4 separate regions of the Mus musculus genome follow, and regions 1, 3 and 4 are each linked to region 2. Evidence: chromatin contacts called from public HiCAR-type and promoter capture Hi-C data. All regions are on one chromosome and are shown on one strand. Each heading gives the region's core, a stretch centred on a gene start, on an enhancer-like site or on the middle of the called end of the contact. The rest is flanking DNA. Distances are from core to core; before and after follow the strand shown. Region 1 holds the start of Ccdc15 (coiled-coil domain containing 15). Region 2 holds the start of 4933422A05Rik (RIKEN cDNA 4933422A05 gene). Region 3 holds the start of Nrgn (neurogranin). Region 4 holds the start of Robo4 (roundabout guidance receptor 4).

What was found. Promoter capture Hi-C pulls out the DNA fragments that hold promoters and counts their contacts. HiCAR-type assays count read pairs that join an accessible place to other places.
Region 1: a contact with region 2 is called in a promoter capture Hi-C map of pre-B cells, with 6 times the contacts expected there. The contact joins the promoter of Ccdc15 here to the promoter of 4933422A05Rik in region 2. A contact is called at or near these places in 5 of 39 promoter capture datasets (cranial neural crest, hippocampal neurons, liver and 1 more), 1 of 115 datasets of contacts at active chromatin or transcription factors (astrocytes) and 2 of 9 other capture datasets (adipose tissue and liver).
Region 3: a promoter capture Hi-C map of liver shows a contact between it and region 2, with 3 times the contacts expected there. The contact joins the promoter of Nrgn here to the promoter of 4933422A05Rik in region 2. A contact is called at or near these places in 2 of 39 promoter capture datasets (both in liver).
Region 4: a HiCAR-type map of astrocytes shows a contact between it and region 2, with 7 times the contacts expected there. The contact joins the promoter of Robo4 here to the promoter of 4933422A05Rik in region 2. A contact is called at or near these places in 1 of 39 promoter capture datasets (liver) and 1 of 115 datasets of contacts at active chromatin or transcription factors (astrocytes).

What each region holds. Positions count from the first base shown.
Region 1 is chr9:37,346,531-37,351,018 of GRCm38.p6, forward strand. Ccdc15 (coiled-coil domain containing 15) reads right to left here and starts at 1,827. Exons shown (of 16, transcript NM_001081429.2): 1 at 1,504-1,827; 2 at 1,208-1,393. The coding sequence starts at 1,387.
Region 2 is chr9:35,278,198-35,282,667 of GRCm38.p6, forward strand. 4933422A05Rik (RIKEN cDNA 4933422A05 gene) reads left to right here and starts at 2,908. Exons shown (of 5, transcript NR_040715.1): 1 at 2,908-3,009; 2 at 4,340-4,400. It also overlaps the pseudogene Gm5614.
Region 3 is chr9:37,550,247-37,554,386 of GRCm38.p6, forward strand. Nrgn (neurogranin) reads right to left here and starts at 2,499. Exons shown (of 4, transcript NM_022029.2): 1 at 2,291-2,499. The coding sequence starts at 2,305.
Region 4 is chr9:37,399,743-37,404,369 of GRCm38.p6, forward strand. Robo4 (roundabout guidance receptor 4) reads left to right here and starts at 2,230. Exons shown (of 18, transcript NM_001309390.2): 1 at 2,230-2,409; 2 at 2,813-3,145; 3 at 3,410-3,567; 4 at 3,701-3,821; 5 at 4,332-4,459; 6 at 4,551-4,627. The coding sequence starts at 2,340.

The DNA.
Region 1 (4,488 bases), core at 577-3,076, 2.1 Mb after region 2:
AACAAGGGGTGTGGAACGTGACTTACTCCCTATGCACAATAAAATTTGAACAAAAAGCTAAGGAACAGTTTGTTGAAATACTAAACAACTGTGGGCTGGAGAGATGGCTTAGTGATTAAGAGCACTGACTGCTCTTCCTGAAGGTCCTGAGTTCAAGTCCCAGCAACCACATAGTGGCTCACAACCATCTGTAATGAGATCTGATGCCCTCTTCTGGGGTGTCTGAAGACAGCCACAGTGTACTTACAAATAATAAGTCTTTAAAAAAAAAAAAAAAGAGGGGGGGAGGGTATGGGGGACTTTTGGGATAGCATTGGAAATGTAATTGAGGAAAATATGTAATAAAAATAAATTAATTAATTAATTAATTAAAAAAAGAAAGAAAAAATACTAAATAAAGCCAAAAAAAACTAGCAAAACCACTCTCATTTGTTAGCAAATACTAACAAATATTTACATCAAATATTTACAATCAAATATCAAATATTTACATGTGTAAATAAATCAAATATTTACATTAAATTAAATTAAATTAAATTAAATCAAAAATTAAATTAAATTAAATCAAATATTTACATGTGTAAACTTTTGAAAGGGCATTTCTTCATCTGAAATGCTTCTACCCTGAGTGTACAGCATTTCTATTCCTTCACAGACAATGACCATAGTTCCTCATTCGTTCAACAACTACATCCTAAGGACCTAGTTTACCCCAAAAACAAAAATAAACAAGAAGTTCCTTGGCCCCGTGGAATTTACAACTTCCTCAGAGTCTATCAGGATTAACCTCTTTCTTTTATTTTCTTATTTTCATTTTGCCTGGATCTGCATTTAAAAACTTATAAACTCTGAGCAACTACTTAACATTTGAAGAGTGACCAACTGTCATTCTTCTTATGTTACAGTGTCGGGAAATTGTACACAGTACCTATGCCATTCACAGCAAACAACCATGTTTGTGAAGTAAACTAGCCTACTTGCTGGTATGTAGTAAGAACTAAGTTAATATTTGATTGTGTCAACCAAAGATGAAGCAAGTTTTGGAAAACACATCATTGTTGTATAATTTTGACGCAAGAATATAACCTGTATCAGAATGGAAACAGCATCCTCCAGCAGTTCATCTTTCTTTAAGTACCAAAAATTTAGAGAAGGCTAATAAAAAGGGCTGGCAGCGATCACAGTAACCGGGTCAACTGACACTCACATGTGCTGGAATTCCCGACCAATTTGGTGAGGCAGGTTCCACCCAAGCCCCAACTGGTATTATGGCCTGGTTCCTCTCAGCCAGCACTGCCAAAACGTCCTTGCTCTTCGTGGGATTTAAAGCCAGGGGCAATTTTGTGGGATTCCGAGGCTTCTTGAGGGGCGCCATACCTCCTGGCATTGACTTCTGGTTAGAAGAAAAGAGAAAGAGGGACAAGGCTTAAGACAAGGGGGAAAGGCGTAAAAATTACTTTCTAGAAGGAACGGAGATGAGAGGACGAAAAAACAAGGATTTACTTGGGAGATGAAAGCCTGCCCAGAGGTGAGCATAGGCGGGCGCTAAGGGCAGGGCTTGAGTCTGAGATGACCGCGGGTGGAAAAGCGCCGGCCCACGGCATGGGGCTGGAGGGGAGTCTAAGGCCCGGGCAGGAGCCGGGGGTCTTAAGAAGCCTGGGCACAGGAGGTGGGGGGCGTCTGAAGCCCGGCCAGGAAAGCGGGGTCCTGTGAGGCTCCAACAGTTGGATAGGAGACCTGTGAAGCCTGGAGCCTGCCGCGATCCGGTCCGTCTCACACACAGACTCAAACTCCGCGGGCTGCTACGCAAAGGACAAACAGCAAACTGCCACCCCGGGGCCCACGCCTGCCCTGCCTCTTCCGCATTTGTCACCCGTCTTGGGCTGGGGAGGCGGGAATCCGAGCGCGGGGATTACGTCACTTCCGCTTCCTGCCCTTTGGTTGGGGAGGACTAGAGCGGGTTGTTGAATCCGGCAGCGAGCTTAGACTCGGCCTCTCTTTGGATACTGGCGCTGTAGTCTTCTCAAATCTCGAAGTGAGAGGTCTGACATGATGAACAGGCGAGTAAGCGTTCACCGCTGAGGAAATCTCGGGAATAGACAGAGCAGTTCTCAACCTAAGGGTCGCTACCTCTGGGGGTCGCATATCAGATATCCTGCAATGAGATATTTTACATTACAGTTCATAGCAGGAGCAAAATTACAGTTATGAAGTCGCACCCAAATTTTATGGTTGTAGGTCACCACAACATAAGGAACTGTATTAAAGAGTCGCAGTATTAGGAAGGTTGAGAACCACTGGGCAAGAACATGTTGCCAGTGGATCCTTGAGAAGCAAACCAAGCCAACAATCAACCAGACTGCGCTTTTATGCAGCCCCTAAGGTTTACAACGCTATTTCGTGATTACCTTTGACATGTTCTTGTGTGTGACCATCACAACTCACTCCAAACAATGCTTGGGATATTTCATTAAACCCAAAAGACATACACTCATTTTACTCAAGGTGTATATTCGTGCTGGGGGTTGAACCAAGGGCCTCTGGCATTCTAGGCAAGTGCAGCAGTGGAAACCCTAGCTGCCTTAATAATTTTGCTTTTAAGTTAGGGTCTCACTAAGTTGCCCATGCTGGACTTGAACTCACTGTGTAGCCCAGGCCTCGAACTTGCAATCCTCCTGCCTTAGCCTTCCCAATGGCTGCCGTTACAGGCACGTGTCACCCTGCTTTACTTCAACATACCTTATTGCAAGCATTTTATATATCAGTATGTTTTCTGGTTACTCCAGATACTCCCAGTGAACAAAGATCCCTTGTTTGGAGAATTTAAAATCCATTGGAGAATTTACACTGACATTGATAGGACATTTCCAGAGAAGACATCACTAGGGCAATTGAAGTTGATCTTTGAGTTTTGTTTGTATTTCATTTTACTCAGTACTGGAAGTTAAGCCCAGGGCTTCATACATGCTGGTCAAGAACTATATACCCTGCCAACTTTTTTTAACTAGTCTACTTTTAAACAGAAACTATATATGATCATAGAACAAGCCTTTATACTCTTCAAGGGAGGGTTTTAGGTATATAGTTGATTGTTTCACAGCTTTTAATGGGATCTCCTAGGTAGTTCAGGTTCCTCCTGCCTCAGCTTCCCAAGGGCTGGAATAACAGTCACAAAACATCATACCCAGGTATAGGATGATTCCAGGTAGGAGCTGGAGAGATGGTTAATTAAGACTGCTTCCTGCTCTTCCAGAGGACTAAAGTTCATATGCCAGCACTCACGTGCTCACACTCTCCTATAACTCCAGCTCCGTGGATCCAGTGTCCTCTTTTTGCCTCCCTAGGCACCTATATACCCCCCACATACAACACACACACACACACTGTCTTCTGGGTAGAGAATGAGCATTAATGTGGGAGCACTGACTGACTGGGAGAAGTGAAGGAGGCTGACTAGAAGAGGATGAAAGGGGTAGAATGGAGATGAGCATGCCAAGTACTCAACATAGAGCATGTTGAGTACTATAATGTGTTGAGATGGAGCACCATCAGAGAACTCTGAGCTAATGAGTACCAATTTTTTTCTTTAAAAAAAATTCCATATGCTGTCTTGAGAATTAGACAAATAAAAATAAGTGGGGAAAGGCTAGTTAAGAGGCTACAACAATTGCCCCACTATGACCTCCCTCCCCCCCAAAAAAAAATCTCATGATTTGAGAAAGAAAAGGCTGAAGTCTGGTGCTAGCCATATAGGAAACTTATTTCCTGGAAATCAGAAATAGATGTCCCAGAATGCCAATAACTTATCAGACCACCTTGCAGGAGATAGGAGCTGAAACAATTATGGGTCAGTAACCATACCTTAGCCAGGATTCTTTAATTATGCCTTCTGTTTAAACTTTATCCTCATGTTTGGACCCCTGGAAGTTGGACCTCTTTGTCCCTCTTCCCATTGTGACCATAGTGAGTAAATCATTTCTGCTTTTCATTCATGTGACTTTTAATTGGCTAATCAAGCACATGTGGCCAAAGCCAACTTGTTAGGGTAGTCTAGGCATAGTCTCTGACCCCCTAACTCTGGAAATAAGAAAATGGGTCTTCCAGGGTATCTGGCACCCTCTTCTCATTTCTGTGAGCACCAGACACAAACATAGTGAACAAAACATAGTGAAAAGCATGCAGGCAAAGCGACCATTTGTAGTCAATGAACTGAAAGGTGAGAGCATTGGACAAATTGTCCAGGAGGTCTGAAATTGCTGAAAAAAATGACAAACACAAGTTACTCATTGTCAGGAACAACAATCTTTAAGGCATTTCAGAAAAAAAAAATATCTGGAGATTGATTGATGAATGTAAGTTGGAAAGCAGTGAATGGTATAGTCAGATGATACAAAATTTAATATTAAGGACCATGTTAAGAAAAAGCCAGGTGTGGTTAAATATAGTATGGAATAGCAAGAAAAAAACCCATCCTGCCTCCACTGAGGT
Region 2 (4,470 bases), core at 1,658-4,157:
CTGAAAACCTGCTCCTGGGGTGTGCTTTCCTACAGCAAGGCTACACCATCACTCCAAACAGTGCCGTCAACTGGGAGACAAGTGTTCAGACACCCAAACCTATCCAATCCGGGACATTTCTCATTCAGAACACCACAGGACTTTAATACATGAATTTGGAGGCAGAGAGCATGATTCTCTTATACAACATTAATTTTTATTTTTTAAAAATCTAAAAGATAGTCTTTTACTCAGAGTATGTCTTAGTTTGCTTTTTTTGTTTTTATGATAAGCACCATGACCAAAAACAACAACTTGGAGATAAAGGGTTTATTTCGTTTCATAGCTTACAGTGTATCATTGAGGAAAACTAAGGCAGGAACCTGGAGGCAGAAACTGAAGCAGAGAAATCATTCTTACAGGGTTCCTCCCCATGGCTTTGCTCAGTGTGCTCGCTTGTGCAATCCAGGGCCACTTGCCCGGGGGTGACACAGCTTGCCTGCAGAGGACATTTAATCGAGAAAATGCTCCTCAGACTTGGCTTTAATGGGTTGTAAAAATCACTAAATGTGGCCAGGTAGCTGAGCAATATATTGTTAGTCAGGCACTAGTTTTGATATAGGTGTCACCTTGATGTGGGTTATAGCAATGGTTGCCTAAGTTATCTTTTAGAGAAGTGAAGGCTTTCCTGCTGACAGCAATGACCATTTAGACACATGTCAGTGGATGGCTTGGATGATTAAAGGCTTGGCATCTCTTTCTTTATAGTGAATCTGCTTGCTTTTGGGGCCAGATGTCTGCTCAGCTCAGCTCAGCATGCAGACATGCCCATCACTTAAGAAAATGTTTGTCCAGGACTGGGAGTCTGAAACTTTTCTCTTTCTATCTTGAATGGCTGGCAGGAAAGTTTTGGCTTCTAAGGCCAATGGATTGCTTCTATCCAAAATAAGAGTCGCTATGATGTTTTTAGTATTTATGGAGGCAGTACATATTTATGGCTACCTGCATAGCAACTGTCAGGATAGTCCCATTGGAGATCCCTGAAGTGGCAGCTAGAAGTTTCTCAACATAAGCTCCAGTTCTTGCCCCTTGCTTAGGGATGAAAGGGCTCAAACCATAATAAGCTAAGATGATCTTTATTGGAGACAGCCTGGCATCATCTCCTTTGGCTGGCAATCTGAATAAATCTTTCTTGCCCCTGTCTTCAGCTCATTAGACACGTTTCCTATCGGCAAAGAGGAAAAGGTTTAGCAACACTTGATCATCTAAAATCATGGTGTCTGAGTTTGGCAGCAGGCTACACACGTTGTTTGTTTGCCATTATCTGTGCTTCTCAAGATACAGGGACAAGCTTTGCACAGTGTCAGTATGGTAGCCAATGAGGGTTATCCGAGGCTCGATTGATTCAAATTGAAAGACACAGGGACAAGAATTTGACACCTAGAAAATACCACTAATTGGCTTTGATTCAGAAACCCAAATGGCCAATGGGGTGGGCCATGACCTGGTAGGTGCTTGGAGAACTCTCAGGCACTGCTACCTCCCAGGAGCCAGGCAGCAGCCCAAAGGCCAGCCTGGATGTAGGGCATACCAAGGCTGTGCCTATCTTCTAGAGAGAACTGGACTTCCCTGTTGGAGCTTCTCTTCACAGCAGTGTTTGAGGCAGGGAAAACAACGAAGTCCCTTTTCTGTGTTCTCTTATACCTTAGAAAGGGTTTAAATATTTATCAGATCCTTGCTGGGTTGGCCTGCTTAAGCAGTGGGTCTTGCTGTATAAGGTGACATCTGTAATTGTCACAGATACAGTAAGAGGATCTGTTAGCATGGTTTGAGAAACTGGAGGAACCTGTGCCATGCCTAACATGAACTTCACCGGGTTAGAATGTTGATCAACAGCAGTTACATCATGTAACTAGTGTGTGAAGATGGTGTCCCCCTCTTTTCTTCCCCCTTAAAGTCATACATGCACATAATTTAAAAATGAGAACTTGTGATGGGAAATGCCAAAAAGCTGCCCAAGTACAGCTTTGTTGTTAGCCTTCTATGAGATATGTATCTGTGCCTCTGAGAAGTACTGCAGAGTCTGGAGGGGCAGGTGGCTCACCCGAAGCCCACTCTGAGAGCAGTAACTTGCCTCTTGGGTATGTGGGATTTTTTTCAGCCTGGGAATGTTCTACCTAAGCCCACAAATCCATTTTCAGCCTTCAAACTACATGTGTCTTTACATCTGATAACTGGGTCTCCTGCTCAGGGCTTCAAGAGCTCCTTCTATGCCTTCTCATTTGATTGACATCCAGGCTTTTAGAAGGGTTCTGGGCAGACACCCTGCTGAGCTCCACTTTCACCTGCAGATCCAGGTGAGCTTGGCACCCTCCTCCTGTGTGCTGATGACAGTTGGTCTTTTTCCTTGGTTTCTCTGAGCTCTAGATCCCCATGTGTCTCTGCCATGGGCATGATGCTCTTGAAGCTCCGCTATAGCTCTCTCACATCATGTGTTATGTATGCCAGGAAACATTTGTGAACCCCCGAAAGATCACCAAGGAGCTGAATCCAATGCAGTTGCATTAGCGTCTCCTTATTCAAGCTGGAGCTTGGGCTCCCAGGCATCCCTTGCACAGTAGGAAGGTGGAGCCCTGAGCCTAGTTTTAGGCAAGCATGATAGAAGCAAGAAGGGACTATCTGACTGGGGAGCCATTATAACCTTTAACATAATTGGCTGGTACTGGGAACCAAATCATAAACTTAACTTCTGTTTTCTTCCTGTTTGGTGGTTGCTAAGAAGTGAGGTGTTTGTTAGGGGCAGGCTTTTAATCTGGAGAAACAGATTTGTTGGGGAATAACTTGGAAACTGGTACTAGGCACAGGTCTTGTGGAAGGGGGTGGGGGTGGGGTTGGAATCTGGTAACCTGGAAACTGGTGCTAGGTGCCAGTTGGTTAATAACTCACGTTCAACCTTAGGTTAGGTTTTCTAAGATGGAGTCTGAACCCAAACGATTTGGTCTCTCACATGCAGACTGGAATTGAACCTAGGTCATGTAGAAGGACAGCTAATGCTCTTAACCCTTGGGTATCTTTCCAGCACCCTATTTTTTTTTTTTTTTTTGAGGAACATCCATGTTGATTTGATTTCCACTCTGAATGCACTAATATATATTCTCACCAGCAATGATTATAGATGGTAGTGAGCCACCCTATGGTTTCTGGGAATTGAACTCAGGACCTCTGGAACAACAATCAGTACTCTTAATCACCGAGCCATCTCTTCAGCCCTGCTTTCCCCCTTTTCATCTTTTTTTTTTTTTTTTTTTTGTAGGAACCATCTTTTATTGGGGGAGGGCTCATCAATTCTTCTTGGCCGCCAACTTCCTCATGGCTGCCAGCACGTTGCTCAGCTCCTCCCGCTTTCTCTTGGCGCGGATGTGCGTGCCCACTCTCTTCTTGATGAACTTGAGTGCGCGCTTGTCCTTGGACACTTTGAGCAACTCCATGGCTCGCCGCTTGTAGGGCGCGAAGCCGCACACCTCCCGGATCATGTCCTGCACGAACTTGGTGTGTATGGTGGGGCGCCCACGTCGCCGGCTGTGTCTCGGCTTACTGACATTTTTTGTCACCTTGTGGCCCTTGTTGAGGCCCACGGCCATGGGGTAGCACAGAGCCATGGCTGCTGCTCTCCGATGGCGGCCGGGACAGGAAGCTTCATCCTTTCTTTTATTTTACAATATTTTAAATTTATTCATTTCATACATGAATGTAAGATATTTTGATCATGTTCTCCCAGCATCCCCTTCTTTTATTTACTTCTCACTCCCAACAGTTCTGTCTTTCCACTCTCATATCCTTTTTTCTTACTCTTCTCTCATATATAACATCTCAGCCATAGTTTCCCCTTCCTCTTCTCCTCCCAGTCCCTCCATCCCACCTCCCTTCTCCTTCAGATCCACCACTCCTAGAAAGCATCAGATTGTCTTCCAAGCAGCAAGGATGAGGGTCTCAAAGCCCACCCCTACACTTCCTCCAACAAGGCCATGCCTAATAGTGGCTGCCACTCCCTGGGCCAAGCATCTTCAAACCACCACACCTTGTAATATGAAGGTGTTCCTGTGTGGATGAGTTTATTTTGTCAACTCTTCTTTTTCTCAGCAACTACTAACTAACACAAACCATAGATACTTGTCCTTAAAGCTTTGAGACTGTCTACCATCAGCACTTGTAAGTCTCCCAGACCTTTTGAGCTCATTTCCATGTATGGGGTAAAGAGGGAGTCTAGCCAGGCAGCTGATCGTCCTAAAGCCACTTGTGGGGAGAATCTTATTACCTCGTGGTGTTGTTGTGACAAAATTTTCTTTCGTTTTGTTTGAAGGTTACAGTGGATTGAATTATAAACAACGTCATGGGGCAAGATTTCATTTTATGATGACAGTGTAAGTGAAGTGAATTGTCTGATACTGCCACCAGATGGCAGTAGTGCCCCATATTTTGCCTATTTCTTAT
Region 3 (4,140 bases), core at 1,249-3,748, 2.3 Mb after region 2:
AGGCACGGCTAGATTCTTCCCAAACATCAGGTAGGATGGTCATGGAAGAGAACTCCAGAGCAAAAAGATGAGGAAGGCATACTGTTCTCTTTACAGCGCAGGGATGCCTGGTAGCAGCCCTGCCCTCTTCCAGTCCTCCGCCCTTTTTTGCCCCCTCTTTTCCTTCTTTCTGCCTCCTTCCAACTCCACAGAATGAGACTGATGCTGAATATTATCTGGCCCTTTGGTCCAGTGGACTTGGGACATAAAAAAACAGAGACTGTGTCAGGGCCCAGTGCAGGAGGTGCCCCTGGACCCTGGACATTCAATACCTCTGGCAGTCCCTCTTCCTCTAGGGGACACTGATTTCAAACACATTAACCACACCCTCAGCCATTATCTATCAGTATTAGTTATCTGTGGTGTAGCTATCTACTTGCCATGCACCAATGGCTTCCTGGGTATTTTTATAAGCACTAACCAGGAGAGACAAGGTTGGAGGCCTGAGCCCCACATCTCACCCTCTTCATCCTTCTCAGGCTTCCTAGAGTCTTCACCCATTCATGTCTTCCCTGCTGGCACATCTCCCGATTCCTTTCCCCATCCTTCTTGGCTTCTCAGCCTTTTCTTTCTTGCCTAGCAGTTACCCTCCTCCCCTGTTGACTCATATCTCATAATCTGCCATCTATCTATTTATTTTTTATTTTTTTACTTAATGGAACATTGCTGGGGATGAGGGGCTCTTCCTCAATTGAGACTGAAGACCCACACCTTTCCTTTCCCAGCCAAAAAGTGATTCTTGGGCTCAGTGTGTAGCTCAGAAGCAGAGTACATATTTAGCAGGCATAAAGTCCAGAAGTCAATCCCCAGCACCAAAAATAAGTAAGTAAATAAGCAAATAAGCAAACAAACTGTTCCCTGGAGAATAGCAAACCGCTTCCTTGGAAGAAGCCCTGGATAGTGTTCTTCAAAGGGCGGAACTGTATGTGATTGGCATGCTTGTATATGTATATGTATATGTATATGTATATGTATATGTATATGTATATGTATATGTATATGTATATATTTTTTCTGATCTATACATTTACTGCTATGAGCATTTACAGTAATGAAAATCAGTATGCTTCAAAGAGGGATTGGAGGGCAATCTTTTGAGAGGACAGGGCTCCACACTTGTCAAAGGTGCCTACTTGGGGAAAAAAAATCACATTTCTAAGCCCCATTTGTACAACTGTAAAAGACCTACCTACCTGGGGTGATCAGGCACTCTGGCAGCTGTTATTTATTTAACAAGAGTTAAAATGTCAGCAATGGCTTGCCCCTAAGTTCTCACTGCGTCTTGGACACTGGGCATTGGGAAGTGTCACCTCTCAAAGATATGGGCTATTCCTCCCTTCCAAACTTATTTATTTTGCACATTGTGGGAGAAAGGTGGGGTTCCTGCTGTCGTTAAGTAACCTCTGGAGTCTTTAGCCAGAGTGACAGAAAGAAAACACTAGGAATTTGGAGTCGTCTCTTTCCTTAGATCGGAGGCTAAGAATAAGCAAACACGTTTTATATAGGTATGGGTCACTCAACTCCTTTAGCCAGCTAGGAGCCAGGACCAGTGCTGGATGCCTTCATACAAGAGCCCTTAACAAGATCTGCTTTGGCGTTAGGCACTTGCAGCATCCAGTTTCCGTGTAGGCGCTGATAGACACTTCCTCCCCTTGCCCACAGGGCCCTCTCACGGTCACTCACCCAGCACCTTCCAAAGGAGAAGGTTTTGGGGGCTGAACCAGCTCCACCCCAGAACCACACTGACTAGGTTCTTTCCTGCCCATCACCACCAAGACCAGGGTGGATTCTCCCCGACTTCGCCACATAAGGGCTTAGACGATCATCTGAGGGTCGTGAAGATCTTGCCACAGTCCGCGACAGCAGCAGTGGGATAGGAAATCGTTTGGGGGCCAAAAAATACCAAGGGAAAGGACTAGCACACCAGCAACTTTCCTGTGTCTCCGTGGGGGAAGTTCCACCTCTCGTCTAAGCAGCAGCTTTCCTGCATGAAAGCTCTGCTCAGATCCAGATACAACCTAGATTGTCTGGCCCATGGGCGCTCAGACGCCCCCGCGAGCTGGGGAGCATTTTCCCCAGGGCTTGGCTCAGATCAGGCAGGCGCCTTCCATCATCCAATACAATATTTCAGCACCATTCTTTCCCACATTGTTCCTAGGTCTTCCGCACCCACTTCCATCCCTCACTCACCCCCCAGGGGTTCTCGTGTGCCCCTTGCCCCAGAACACGCTGAGTTCAAGTATGGACTTACCGTGCAGCAGTCCATTGCCGGTGTTGAGGGTCCTTGGCTGGGGTGGAGCCTGGCGCAGAGCGGGGGTGGGTTTGTACGATGCTGGGTGGCAGCTCAGGGGCTGTCGGGCACTCCCCGACCAGCGCAGAATCCTTGCAGAACCAGCCTCTCTCCTCTTGGGTCCGGTCTCCCGCGCTCCGCAACTCTTGCGAATGTAACCTGAGCCCTGCGGCCTCGAAGCCAATCAGAAGACACTTTCTGCAGGGTGGGCGGGGAGAACTGGAGCGAGGACCACTCCTTCTCTCGACTCTCTCCGCCTCGCTCGCTTTGGTGCTCCAACCTCTCCACCTACACACTTCCATCCATTCCTCCTACACACCCCATCTCCCAAATTCACCCCCCCCCCCGCTTTCTAAGTCGCAGACTGCCAGGCAGATGTACGTCGGAGTAAGCACAAGGCCTCCAACATCCAGGGCACAAATACACATCTGGGTGCAGCACGCCCTACCGCCCATAGATAGAAAACCACGAACCTCACCCACCTCCCTGTTCTAGAGTCCCAAACATTACTCCCTCTATTTCCCCTCTCTGCAGAGATGCCCTCCTCACTCTAGTTACAGAGAAACCTGATGGTAGACAGCCTACATGATGGGCACATAGTGACATAGACGCTCCAAGCCTCATGCATCCATACATACTCCCAGGCGGGGTGGTGTGGTGTATCTTCCCACATACAGACACTGCAGACACAATAGGCAAAAACAACTCCACAGGGCCGTGTCCACACACCCTGTGAAGCACAGGTAAACGGTAGACCTCCTGTTAGTTAGCACATAGACAAAAATACCTGCATTCTCACTGCTGGCAATGTCTGCACTAAGTGTTTTCTTTTTAAAATTTTTAGCAAGAACACTGTATTGTCACACGTTGATTCTACGTATTAATTGATTCCATTGTGACCTACTTGTGCCCTTTAAACCATGTTCACCTGGTTACCCTCTTTTGCCCCTTCCCACTCCTGATAACCCCTACTCTTTCCACAAGTATCCCTTTTATTGCCATGTCTTTTTTTTTGGAATGGGGGGGTGTCGAGAAGGAACCCATTGAATTTTGTTAGTGTTGTTTATAGGAGCACGGGCAAGGGCTTCTTTACAGCATTGTAGGCACTGTACTAGTGACTGCACCCCTAAAGTAAATGTCTCTCCCTACCTCACCAACTATTAATTGTGTATAAATCTTCAGGGTGGGGTGGTACCTCATAAGCCCCTCCTCTTTCCATGATAGAGTGTTAATGGGCCCACTCTTGTGGAGATCTTGTGCAGGTGATCCAGCTGTTGTTAACTCAATAGCCAAGTCATGACTGGAAATCATCATTCCATACCTCACCCCCCTTCTTCTGGTTCTTAAATTCTTCCTACCCCTTCTTCCATGATGTTTCCTGAGCCTTGGAAGTATTGGTATATATGTGTCCTCTCTATGACTTGGCATCCAATAGCCTCTAATTCTCAGTATTTTGACTAGTTCTAAGTGTCTTCCATCATCACCGACCAAGTATCTATTTTGTATCTCTCCATGACCTGTGATCTATCTGTCTACTTATCCATCTATCTATCCTTCCATCCATCTGCACCAAATAAAATCACGTACACCCAGCACCCACTTTGAATGTATTTATATCCTGGTACAGACTTAGCACACCCACCCATCCCACTCCTCACACTAGACTTCCTAACCTTTTGATTCACCGCTTCAAAATAAGACAAAAGTTAGCCACCCTCACACTTGCTCTTTGGAAGAAAAAGGATGCTGTCAAACCAAGCAGTGTTGCGGTTATCACTGGTTTTGGCCCTTTGGGCCCATGCTGGGGCAGG
Region 4 (4,627 bases), core at 980-3,479, 2.1 Mb after region 2:
TTCAGAATATTGAACTTTAAGTATGGGACAGGACATGTAGTCACAGGTACTCTCCCATTGCCATGGACTCTGGGTTCCAGTCCTATGTTACACCACCCCCTACTCCCTGCCTGTCTGCTCTGCTGCTCTTTCTACTCAGCTGAGCAAGAAGCTGGGGGGATGAATCTGGGCTCCTTTGAGACCGACAAGTGTTTTCTTTTGAGGAAAATATATACCATCTTTCTGGATCATAGAAACTGAATAAAATCAAGTTGGTGTTGGAACACTAGCTGAGAACTTGCTGAATTCTCATAAGTAGAAGCAAAAGAGACTGAAAAGGGACTGTTGTCAGCAATAGCATTCTTGTGGAACTTGGCCATTCTTGGACCCTGTGTACCTGGGAAATCCCAGGTTCATTGAAACTGCCTGCCCACCCTTTCCTGTCTCGTCTTTGGCTGACTTCAGCCATATAAATGTCCCTTTCACCCATCTGACATCATACACCCTCCACACAGAAGAAGGCACAGACTTGGCTAACAACACCCTTCGTGCTTCCATTTTTGCTTTGCTTTATTTTTTTTTGTTGTTGTTGTTTTTGTTTTGTTTTGGTTCGTTTTGTTTTGTTTGAGACAGGGTCCAGCCTGGACTAGACCAAATTCATGATCCTCTGTATGCTAGGATTTCAGCCATGTGCCACCAAGTGCTTCCATTCCTAAAATCCCAAAGTCTAGCCTGACACCAATTTCCACCCTTCTTTTTATAGTCACTCTATTCACTTCTATTCTGTAGCCCACAGACTCACTCAGTTTGTAAAGACTGTAGTGTTTTTAAGGTTTTTTTTTTTCCCCCATTAATCCTGTCTTAATCAGTCTTAGTTTGTCTCAGGAGACAGAAAGAGATGAAGCACAGAAGTCCAGTGGTTAGGGCTGATGCTGTTCCTGAAACCCAACAGGGAGGGGGAGGAAGGGAGAAGGGTCAGCTGTGTTAGGGGCCTCCAGACAAGCTGGCCAGAACAATGAAGAACAAAGCCTGCACGCTTTTCCGCTGAAGCTCAGAGCCTGGCCTTGGCCTTCTGTGAACAGCTCTAGGAAATGGCTGAGATTCCAGATTTGGAAGGAAGAGACTGGTAAACAGGAGCTGGGCTCTGAGGAGAAGGCAGTCTCTCTGGGTTTCAGGGAGGAGCCAATACAGTCAGCTTAGTTGTTGTGTAGGTTGTGTGCTATGTAGCCATAGAAGACAGGTGTCAGACCAGGCCAGCCTTGGAAGGCTTCATTACGACCATCTTCCCCAATCCTAGAACCCATCCCACTGATGATGCTTCAGAGAGTTTCAGTGGTGGGATGTGCACAAAAACACAGGTGATACCCCTGTGTCCATACCTAGTCTATCTCATGCCTAATCTCATTCCAGTTTTACTCTGGATCTGAAGGTGGTGTCTATTATTAATATCCCCATTTTACAGGTATGAAAACTGGCTTTGAGGATGAAGGAATCTGCCCAAGAGCCCACAGACATCATTTCCAAATCTTTTGATGAAAATGCGTACATAGTCCATGGGTTTTCTTTTTCTTTTCTTCTTTTCTTTTTTGAGACAGGGTTTCTCTGTGTAGCCCTGGCTGTCCTGGACCTCACTCTGTAGACCAGGCTGGCCTTGAACTCAGAAATCCGCCTGCCTCTGCCTCCCAAGTGCTGGGATTAAAGGCGTGTGCCACCACTGCCCAGCTAGTCCATGGGTTTTCAAAGCTTAAGGTTCTGAGTCATTCCTACTTTCTAGCCTCCCAAGACTCAGTCTACCTGCTCCTGGGGATTGGACCAGAGATAGACACTTGCTACCTCCTGACCCCCATGTGCCCCTTGCTTTCTTGGCCTGTAAGCCCTTTGGACTCTATCTTCAGCTCCTTACTCCTATGTCTGAGGCTCAACCTCTGGTCTTCCTCCTCCTCTATTAGGTGGCTGGCTAATGGGAAAAAGCCGATAGAGACCAAGATTAAACATATGCTTTGAACAGAGCTGTGGAGTTGGCAGATTGTATGGGTACAATTGGGATCAGTGTGAGGATTTCATTTAAGAAACCCTAACTCAGACATGAAGTAAACCCTTAGCCTGCAGTTAGCATCCCGGGGATTACAGCTGAAGTGTAGAGGTCAGAGAGTTTCTCACCTCTGGTCCCCTCCCAGTTCTCTAAGGCATGAGGGCCAGGCAGGAAGCATCCGTTTCCTCAAAGCTGCTTCCCTACTGGGACAGAGTCTCAGTCACAAACAACTACCACCACCCCACCCCTCCCTTTCTTCCCTTACTGCTGTGAGCTCAGAACAACCGGACAAAAGTGTATGGGACAAGGAGAGGAGCCGAGAGCAGCCATGGGCTCTGGAGGAACGGGCCTCCTGGGGACGGAGTGGCCTCTGCCTCTGCTGCTGCTTTTCATCATGGGTGAGTAGGGCCCTCCCTCTCCTAACCCACGCTCCTGGATTCATGGCAGGATCCACGGTCTGGATCCAAAGCCAGCAGGACAAAGGAGCATCTCTGTTGTCTGGTGCCTTTCTTCTAGTTAGCAGTGAAGTATCAGAGACAAAGATGGGGGTTGAGAGAGAGAGAGAGAGAGAGAGAGAGAGAGAGAGAGAGAGAGAGAGAGAGAGAGTGTGTGTGTGTGTGTGTGTGCGTGCAACAGAGAAAGAGCTATGCAGATCTTGACCTATGGACTCAGACCTTCTCCCCTCCTAGTTAGCTTCTTATTTGGAAATAAATGTTCAGTAAGATAAGCCTACACAAGACTACAGATTCCTACACAAGACATAGAAGGGGTGCAGTACAGGAGTCTCTCTTTCCCTCTTAGGAGGTGAGGCTCTGGATTCTCCACCCCAGATCCTAGTTCACCCCCAGGACCAGCTACTTCAGGGCTCTGGCCCAGCCAAGATGAGGTGCAGATCATCCGGCCAACCACCTCCCACTATCCGCTGGCTGCTGAATGGGCAGCCCCTCAGCATGGCCACCCCAGACCTACATTACCTTTTGCCGGATGGGACCCTCCTGTTACATCGGCCCTCTGTCCAGGGACGGCCACAAGATGACCAGAACATCCTCTCAGCAATCCTGGGTGTCTACACATGTGAGGCCAGCAACCGGCTGGGCACAGCAGTGAGCCGGGGTGCTAGGCTGTCTGTGGCTGGTGAGGCTTGGGAGGGTAGGCCCAGGGGGAAGCAGAGTTAGGCTGAGATGCTTGTGTCCAGGGAAATACGAGAGTCTGTCTGTGAAGGGAGGCAGGGACTGAGGGTCTTGGGATGGAGAACTAGGTTAAACTAGAGATAGAGGGGCAAGGAAGTGGTAGAGCAGAATTGGGTAAGCATGTTCGGATAAGCCATCCATGTTAGGATGTTAGAAGGACTCAGGGTGGGTAGACGTGCTTCCTGCTGATTTGCTGACTTCCCAATAGTCCTCCAGGAGGACTTCCAGATCCAACCTCGGGACACAGTGGCCGTGGTGGGAGAGAGCTTGGTTCTTGAGTGTGGTCCTCCCTGGGGCTACCCAAAACCCTCGGTCTCATGGTGGAAAGACGGGAAACCCCTGGTCCTCCAGCCAGGGAGGCGCACAGTGAGTGAACCCCAATCCTGGGAACTCCTTTGCCCATACATCATCCTGTCCTGGGCACATTGAGCAACTGACCCACCCTCCAACCTCTAAGCTTCTCAAATTGAAGACTTCATGGAGTATCTGAACCTGACAGGTATCTGGGGATTCCCTGATGGTGTCAAGAGCAGAGAAGAATGACTCGGGGACCTATATGTGTATGGCCACCAACAATGCTGGGCAACGGGAGAGCCGAGCAGCCAGGGTGTCTATCCAGGGTAAGGACAGGAGTCATCTACAATCTAATAAGGGCTCAGGAGAGAACTCTGTGGGTAAGGTGCTGGCTTCACATACGTGAAGAGTCAAGTTCTCCAGCACTCATATAAAAGCAGAGTGTGACAGTGAATGTCGATCATCCCAGTGCCGATGTGGAGAACAGACAGGTGAATCCCAGAAGCTAACCAGACAGTCTAGTCTACACAGTGAGTTCCAAGTTCAGTGAAAGACCTTGTCTCAAAAAATAAGATAGAGATCAATAATAAGGGAAGACTCTGTTGTCAACGCTTACTCACATACATGCATATAAACACGCACTTAACCCCACACTCAAAGTTCAAGGTAAGGTAGGAGACTCCAGTTAGTGTGGTCACCAGGTATGGAGTTTGGGGTCCAAGTGATGAGGCCAAATGGGCATAGGAATACTCCAGAGCTGAAAACTCTGGGAGCCAAGTTTGTCCACGATGAAGGTATGTTCCACTACTCCATCCCAGTCCTGTGTTCCTCCACAGAATCCCAGGACCACAAGGAACATCTAGAGCTTCTGGCTGTTCGCATTCAGCTGGAAAATGTGACCCTGCTAAACCCCGAACCTGTAAAAGGTCCCAAGCCTGGGCCATCCGTGTGGCTCAGCTGGAAGGTGAGACAGAGGTCCCAGAAAACACCCAGAGCTCAGATTAGGGCTGCCATGAGCTCCCTAGTCCATTATCGTTGCTCTGACTTCTTCCCAGGTGAGCGGCCCTGCTGCACCTGCTGAGTCATACACAGCTCTGTTCAGGACTCAGAGGTCCCCCAGGGACCAAGGATC